2 separate regions of the Gossypium hirsutum genome follow, and region 2 is linked to region 1. Evidence: chromatin contacts called from public Hi-C data. All regions are on one chromosome and are shown on one strand. The core of a region is the stretch at or near the end of the contact, and the rest is flanking DNA. Distances in the headings are between cores, read along the strand shown. Region 1 has its middle 22 kb from the start of LOC121219069. Region 2 has its middle 42 kb from the start of LOC107954704.

What was found. Hi-C and Micro-C count contacts between places; a contact is called where the count stands out from the background.
Region 2: a contact with region 1 is called in a Hi-C map of petal, with 2.5 times the contacts expected there. The contact joins two enhancer-like sites. A contact is called at or near these places in 3 of 34 Hi-C or Micro-C datasets (callus, leaf and petal).

Annotation. Positions count from the first base shown.
Region 1 is chrD07:36,644,163-36,648,829 of Gossypium_hirsutum_v2.1, forward strand. No RefSeq gene overlaps it. Among protein-coding and RNA genes, the nearest start is that of LOC121219069, 22 kb to the left of the region's middle. Within about 2 kb of position 3,204, at least 3 of the 9 cell types and tissues checked have an H3K27ac peak or open chromatin away from gene starts, as enhancers often do. A contact at or near this core is called in leaf, where this site is marked.
Region 2 is chrD07:36,960,504-36,964,856 of Gossypium_hirsutum_v2.1, forward strand. No RefSeq gene overlaps it. Among protein-coding and RNA genes, the nearest start is that of LOC107954704, 42 kb to the right of the region's middle. Within about 2 kb of position 1,723, at least 9 of the 9 cell types and tissues checked have an H3K27ac peak or open chromatin away from gene starts, as enhancers often do. A contact at or near this core is called in leaf, where this site is marked.

The DNA of each region.
Region 1 (4,667 bases), core at 1,954-4,453:
TTTGATTTGCTTGACCTTTGACCTTGTTGTTGGGCCTTAAGGTAGTGTAAGCCTATCACATCCATAGACCTGAAATTAGGCCTTGAAACCTGTATCATGGGTTTTATCCGATGTACTATCAGTTTAGTCAGTCACATCTACATCTCTATCTTTTGGGAGTCATTTGCTTCAATACCTAAGACAAGGTATCTCTCATTGTGAACTTGATAAATGTGATGTGATCCTAACCACGTGGGTTTTTGACTATGCCCAGATCCAACTTCGCTTATTTAATGGTTCAAGGATTAATGGGCTTAACATGCTTATTGGGTCATTCCACTTTACAGGCATTGCGCTTAAGGGAGCTAACCTTGGACTCAATCCAATCATTAAAACCTAACATGGGAAACCTATGTTTAAAATGGAACATTTAATTTTGGATCTTATGCTTTATTTTGCATATGTTACATTTTATGCGTTAGGTCTTGTGAATCACTTCCATGCTTATTTTATGTGATTGCATATGTTTATGTTTGTTTTTTGCATTAGTTTCTACATCATGTTTTTACATTTCGATATCTAAGTATCATATTTAGTCTAAGCTTCTAGTATGTTTATGTCCTATGATTTATCTTTGTTGGCGTGTGTTTGTAATTTACTAATGAGTCTTATTTGTAGTTATATCAGGTACATTAATCATCCATCATGCAACCATGTGGCCCTTCGTTTTCTACTTCAAATTCATGCATGAAGATAACTTAAGTCATAGGGGTTCATACAATAATAGACAGTGCAACAAGGGAGATTCATATGGCTATTCGGTTGACAACATAATGCATGAATAGCAAGGAGCTATGCATTTGGTTTTGTCATTAATGATACAAGGGGGAATAATGTCCAAGCACATGCACCTAAAAGGGGAAGGAACCTACCATGTTCATGTACATCCGTTTTTTTGCATTGCCAAAGGAGACAAATACTTAAGATGCATGAATGGAGGGGGGAAATGTATATGACTATTCAGTTGATTCAATGAATATCAAGGTGCATGGATGGTGAGGGGAGATGTAAATGACCATTCGAAGGGTACATTGCACCAAAGGGAACATGCACATTCAACAAAGGGGATGAAAGTGACCATTCAGTCAACACAAGAACCAACTTGGATTCATGAACGACTTTGGATGCATGTACATTCTTAATAGCTAGTTTTGACTCTTCATTTAGCTTAAACATTTTTTCCCTATAAATATGTAGTCATTGGCTTTGTAAAAAACTAATGAATGATCAATTATATAATTTGAGTTAAATCTTTTTTGTTTTTCAAGAACTAAAACCGAACTTATTAAGATTGTTTTCTTATGGCGTTCAAAATTATCTCGACCTTATCACATCCATTTTCACCTATTTTTGAAGTGTGGCGATCACCTTTATACTGTTGGTTCCTATCTTGTTTATAGATAGTGGGTCACGGTTCTTCTTTGTTTTCCAAACTTTTAAGACTTAAACAACTTTATAGAAACTAGGTCTAGTTGATCTATAACTTAGCTTCGTTTCTAAGATTGTTTTTGTATTAATAAGTTATATCCAAACTCTTTTGTTTATTTTCTTTCATATTTATCATGTTTCCAGAGCTTACCTGTTTAGAAATGATCGGCCAAATTAAATCATGATTCGTAATTTCAATGCGTATGAAGGTTCATGTCAAAATGACATATTAGTTTTTCAATCAATTTGCTCAGTTCTAATTAGACTAAGGATTTGTTTAGATTATCTACTAATGTAAGTAGTCTTTCCGCATTACGATCTAACCATGTAATGCTATTTAATATTAGTCTAAACGTTGGATAATCAATGAGTCGATATTTGCTTTCACTTTGCTTTGAGTGAAAAACTGTTGATGATAATATACAAAAGATGTTAATGATACTGATGGATTTTATTAAACCAATTTGTTCACAAAATTACAAGCACATATACAAAGTCACTACATTAAACACAATAGATCCCAACAGGAGTTGCCTTGATAAAGTCCTTGCTAAGGTCAAAACTCATCTGTCAAGATCCCATTCCATGCCAAATCCATGCAAATTTCGAAAGTGAACAACTAAGAAAAATTAATCATGGTGTTAATGTCTTCCATCAATTGTACATGATTTTATTGATATAATAACAAATTTAGCCTTCAATGTTTATATATTTTTCATTTTGGCCTTAATTATAAAAAATTCAACAAATTCAACCTCAACAATTTCACATTTACACAAATGTTGTAGGATAAATTCGTTAAATTTGGACAAAGTTGTCAGAATGTGTAAACTTTATAGGCTAATTTTTTTTATTATACCAATCAAAACAATGTACAATGGATGGAAAACATCAACACCATGATTAATTGTCCTTAGTTGCATAATTTCGAAATAAAAAGAGATTAAATTGCTCTGATATTTTTAGAAGAACCAATTTGCTCAAATTTGAAATTGAGAGAAAGAGAGGTCTTTTTATCATTTACTTTTGTGAAAAATGAAATATTCTAATTATTATGTTTATTTTTATCCATAACCATCTAAAATAATAGAATATAAAATATTATTTTTATAAGATTAAAATTATGGAATAAGCAATTTTCAAATATTATATTTTATTATTATAAAACAACATATTACATTCAAAAATTTGTTTTTATTAAACATAATTCAACGCTTATAAAATTATATATTACAAATTGTATACTTAATTTTTAATAATTAAATTAAAATGAATTCTATGCGCCTAAAATTTACAAAACTCGAACAAATTTTAAGTGAAAAACTTCACCAGACTTGATAATTAATTAAAATATTTTCAACAAAATCAAGTTTGATTATTATGTCACAATTTTCAGCCATAACTATATTTTCTTAACTATCTATTTCACCCCCAAAAAAATACTATTTATTATGATAAGTTATTTCAAATTATTTGAGTTATATAATTCAATCCCGAATGAAACTATTTATTCAAATCAATTAAAAATTCTAATTATTTAATTTTAAAATGAAAATTCTAACCGAATCAAATTTAATAATAATATTTACATTCGGCGGCTTTCAAAGCTCCAAAATTCATCTTCCCAAAGGCTTAATTCAAAAACAAGTGCCGTGTATGTTGGTTAAGGGATGAATGATTACTATTGCATTCAGATATGGATAACAGCCGTTTAATATGAAGTGTATTTTCAAATTCAACACATACGTTAGGGGAGATGAGTGGTTTTAAAGAAAGAATGATAGCACGCCTATATTGGCGAATGGGAATGGACAAAATATCCTTGCGAGTCTTTTGGAACATTAAAGATGGTGTTGGGAAGAAGTAAATTTCAAGTTTTGTGGGTGGTGGGACCTTATATTTGTATGCATGCATATGCCACAAGTTTCTTGTGATCTATATAAATAATGTACAGCTCCATCTTAAATTTCAAGGAATGCCTAACTGCTTTTGACAGACAAAATCCATCTTCTTGGTGGCTTCAATTAATCCAATCAATCATACCTTTGTTAAACATGTGACCATGAATATTCTAGGACTGGCTGCACCCAACTCATTTACTGCTTTTGTTTTCTACTTTAAATTGATTCATAGAGGAAGCATAAAATTAAACGATTGAAGATGATACTATATATAAATTATGCTATACATAAATAAAATTATCTTTAAAAATTGGTGTAGAAGTACATGCCAACATCTTTTTGAAGTGAACTTAGTAAGACTTTTTGACGAAGTTTCAAAGAAAGACTTGTGGGCATGGGTTAATATCATTGGTGGACAAAATTTAACTTATGTACCCAAAATGGCTTGAAATGACCGCGGAGATTGGCTTTAACGTCCAAGCAAATGTAACCAAAAGACTAGGGTACCATGCAATAGTATTTGTAGCACTTATTGGCTGCTGAAACTAAACTCTTTTTCTTTTTCTCTTTTCAAAAAAAAAAAAAGTTTGCAAGAAAAGAGTGTTGCATATTATCCTTTTAGGTGACTTTTGGTTCAAGTATTCTCACTTAGATTTCAAAGATTAGTTTGAGTAAATAGTTTTTAGTGTAAGATTTCGAAATATAAGAAACAATTTCAATACCATATCTTTTTTAAATGATCTTATATTCTTATGGTAATATGGGATTGTTGACAATTTTAACACTCTTTAATGATTTAGATTCATTTTACTTAACTAAAACAAAATAATAATAATTAATGAATTAACATTTCTGGTTCTTTGATATATTCTTCAAAAAAATTTAATATTTTGTCCATTTCATTTTGCTCAAAGCGTTAAATTTATAATAAATTTACTAATTTTTATAGTTTTGATCAATTTTACCTTTAAACTATAACAAATAATATGTTCTAATATTTTTTTCATTTTCCCCTCACTTTGATAAAAAGAAAAGTCATAGCTATTTATTGTTATTCCCCATTTTCAGTTTCTTTGATTTGAAAATGATATATGAAATTATTTTACTAGAAAAATACTTCATTTGTTAGCATAATAAAACACTATAACCTTAAACTATTGTATAGTAAAGAATAAAAAAAAAGTAAAAACAAATTCTATGAGGACAATTTAGTAAGACATGTTTTCTGTTAATTAATCAAAAAATATCTCCCATTCTAATAAAATGAATAAAATAAAGTAATGTAATATATGTAGGGGT
Region 2 (4,353 bases), core at 473-2,972, 310 kb after region 1:
GGTACAGTTAGTCTAATAGGGAAAAAGCTAGAACTTAATTATAAATCATTTGAGCCTCAACCACATATGTTCAATTAGTCTCTTTGTTAGCTCGTTAAAACCAGAAATGAATTGCGTGTTTGAATAGAAATGAATGAAATGAATAGAAAAGAGAATTGGGAAACATTCAGGAAGGATTATGATTTTCTCTAAAATAGAATGAAATTTGAAAATGAATGTAGGTTTCCAAAAATTGAAATTTTAATGAAAATGAAAATGAAAATGGAAATTTGCAATCCTATATAGGATTACTTAAAAAATGATGGAAGAATGAGTTTATGTTTTTGGATTGTTTTGAAGCCTGAAAATGCAAATAAATCATTTGGTCATAGTGAACATGTTGAGTTGTGACATATTGAATGAATTTTGTCAAAATTTTAGCAGGGGCAAAATTGTCAAAATTTTATCGGGGGTAAAATTGTTAAAATTTACTGGTAAAAAATTAAGGTGAGAAAATTATTTAATATGTATATATTAAATTTTATTTTGGAAAATAGAAAAACTAAATCGGATTGGATTATATTACAGAGTACTAGGTCAAAATGGCCTAAGAAGTACTCACAATTGGACTCAAAGTGAGAGAGGCCCAAAACCCCTCATATAAAATGAATGAGGCAACAACCTTAGTAGAAATACAAGGGTGAGTCATTCACCCTTCTCCTATTCTAAGTAGGATGTTGTTTCCTATTTAAACAAACATCTACAACTCTACAAGGGTTCTATCTTCTCTTCCTATAAATACATGACACTGGTAGAGCTATTAACACAACTTTTAAGAGATTGTTATTCTATTGAAAAATTAAGAGAAATTATTCTAAACTTATAAATATATTTTCCAGAATAATAATTTTTCTGGTTTCTATTAAAGAAGAGAAAATTTTTGTTTTCACACCATAAGTAAATTTTTTTCTAGTTTTGTGTTTTGATTCAATTGGTTTGAGCACACACTCGAAGCAAGTCGTGGTATGAGAACAGTAGAGACGATCATTTGGTTGAAAACCAGAAAACATCAAGGATTCATTTATCCGAAAATACATGTATGAATTTAGTTAATGTTTATTAATATAAATATCATAAACTAGGTCAATTTGTAAAATTTTAATTTTCCACTGAACAAGAAAATCATTTTCAAACTAGATTTTTTCCAACACGATTAGCATACATTGCGTCAAAGTCATGGAACTTGGTCTATTTGAGCGTGTACTACTTCTAGCAGATACTTAATGAATGCTTTGCTCTAGCCAACATTCCCACTTTCCCAATTATTGTTGGGTTTAGGAAGAAACCCTTTCCCCTTTTACAAGTGTCACCCTTAGAGTTTCAGAATTTGAATCATCTGATTTATTTCAACCAAACTTCCTTTATAGGTTTGGATATTTAAACTAAGGCGTGAAGTTAAGAGGTGAGTTGCTTGAAATTCTCCCTCTCTTCCTTGTCGATTAAGTTACTCTATGTTTTCCTCTCACTTGTACTTCTCCGTTTCCCACATCTGTGTTCACTTTTCTTCTTTCCTTGACCGCCTCTCGTAAGTTTTTCAGGTAATTTCTCGAGGCTTTCCCTTTTTTCTTCCTTTCTTTTTGTTATCCCCAAAATGCTTAGGATCAAACTTAGTCATCGCGAGGGGGTCAACCATCGCAGCAGTGGTAGTAAGAAAGGACGTGGTGGTAACAATGAAGGCGATGGGGTTGGGCCCAGTGCTTGTGGGATACATACTTCGTGGAAACTGCCCCTTTTCATTATACCACATCACAGGGGAAATGGTTCGCTACTTGAGCGTCTGAGGAATTCAACTTCCTAATTTCTCTTATAACTGAAGCCTTTTTCAAGGCGAGTGTTGACTGAGCGACACCTCCGACAACATCCTTCTTCTGCTTTATCTGTTTGAGGCAAGGTTTCATCTCCCCATTAATTCTTTCTTTTGCTCTATTCTTAATGAGTATGGGTTCACACTTTGGCAACTCACTGGCTTTTCTTGATGGACCCTAGTTGCCTATTTCATCGATTGTAGCCTAAGAGGTGAACCACCCCTTCTTGGCATTTTCTAGTGATTATACCAGTTAAAGGTAACTTTTTGGGGAGCGTCGGTTGGGTTGGACCATTTTAATGCTCGTCAAGGGTACGTGCCCATAATAAAAAACTGGGCTTCCAACCTTCACCTTAACAAAAAAAATTCATTCGGGTGAGGTGTAGGCTAAAGGGTGGGTTTGGGTTCTTAACCCACTGGTATATTCCTCTAGAGAATGTCTGTACTTGCATGCAACAGTTGGATAATGAGGCTGTGGAGGATTAGTTCAAACACTTGAAATTGGGCCATTCTCTCATGCTGGAGAATCTTATTACAACTAGAAACGTTTTTTGTTTCTACTTAGATAATCACAACCCCAATGGTTACAAGCCTTCAATAAATACTCTTGAGGCCATTTCTTGGGTCGCACGCCCTTTAGATACAATGTGGCCCTACAAGGCTTCCAATGACTTAGCCACTATTTTGTTCGAGAGGAAGGAGGAACCTTCAAACTTATTTTATTCTTATTGAAGGCTACGTGCATGCCCCTGGTCCATCCCTTTTGCAAGGGTTGCAGGCGAGTCCCTTAGATAAAAATTTTGTTCCTCGTATGGCTGATCTTGAATTTTCTTTTGCAGGTTCTACTCAATCGTTCACTCCTTCTCGGACTTCCAACAACATAAATGTAGACGGCGTCATAGATAGGGCTCTAAAGGCCATTGATGATTTTGACACAAGGGTGCAAGTGGGTGTTAGCAGCCGTAAAAGGTCGAGGATTGATGTGTAGTACCTCAAACCCGATCGTAATAGACTAACCCGAATCTAGAATGCCACATTATCCACGTGCATGACTCTCATTACCAGTCAACCAGCACACCACATATCCAACCATCACACCTAACAAACATGCTTTAAACACTTAATCCTGAACATGCAAGCCTAAATTATGCATCGCCTATCACAATTTAGCAATTTAAAAACAAGAGTAAAATCGTGCCTTTAAACATCACTAGCCAAAAAAAAACACGTAAATCATAAAATTAATAACAGGTGATTGGAACATTCCATTTTAAACCATTAGTGAAAATTATAGTTTAAAAACGACATTTAAAACTTATTTAATCGCATAACCAAGTTTAATGACGATAACATAAAATTTCACAAAATATATAGATAATTTAAGAAATTGAAGCTACCATACTAAAATTCAAAGAATAAACCTAAGTCATAAAAATTTTCAAAGCATTTCATGTAGTTTAAGGACTCTAATTGCATTACCTTATAGTTACATTCACACAACACATATAATAATAGACCGACTAATCCACAATAACATAGGAAAACAATTCGATAAAGTTCACACCATGCTTAGCCTAATAGTTTTACTCTGCATGGAGTTGGATGACACACAAGGCGGAAAGTTAAAAATGTGAGAAATCCTAACGGACAGACACTACGCCAACTGCCTTGTTTACTGACACATGATGAACACTCTATTGGCATACTCTTATGTGGCGTACACTCCTATGGCATGTTGCTCCGCAAAAAAATTTGGCAGAAAAACATGTAAACAACATCTGGCGAACTATCTTCTGAACAATCCGACTGCGGGGAATTTTCTTATCTAACTCAACCTTAGCACCTTTGACTGTTTATCAACCTATCAACAACTATAACACGCCAAAACTGTTTTAACACATTTGAAACCATTATTCATGCATCACCAAGGTTATCCGCAAGCATTAAAGACATAGAACAGAATCCAAAATAACAAATCAAAGACCACAGCCTGCCAATATACTTCATAGAGTCTTAAATCAAATTACACAACATACCAAAATTTACATATAAGGTTATTTAAAGTGCAATAAAGGTATGTACCTTGCATCTAGTCATTTTGCATTTGGCCAAACCTTTAACACATCATTTTAGCCATCTTAACCACAAATCAATAAATCATATGCATGCCATTCAACAGTTAAACTAAACATTCATCTAGAATACTTCATGCAATCATCCAAGTAATAATTCATCCACAATTAGTTATAAAAGTCCTTAAATAGTCCATAGAAAGTCCATTTACAAAACAAATCAAATCCAAAGTCTAACCCCTCATTATAAACCCACATTGCCATCCACTATTAACCAAAACCATCTCACATGTATAGCTAAGATGCCTTTGCCTTTGGATCTTAAGCTTTCCCACTTCACCACTCCACACAAGTTATTTCTCTGCAATAATAAACACCAAAAAAGTTAAAACAAGCATGCTAAAGACACTTATCACATAGTATCATAAAACTCCATGT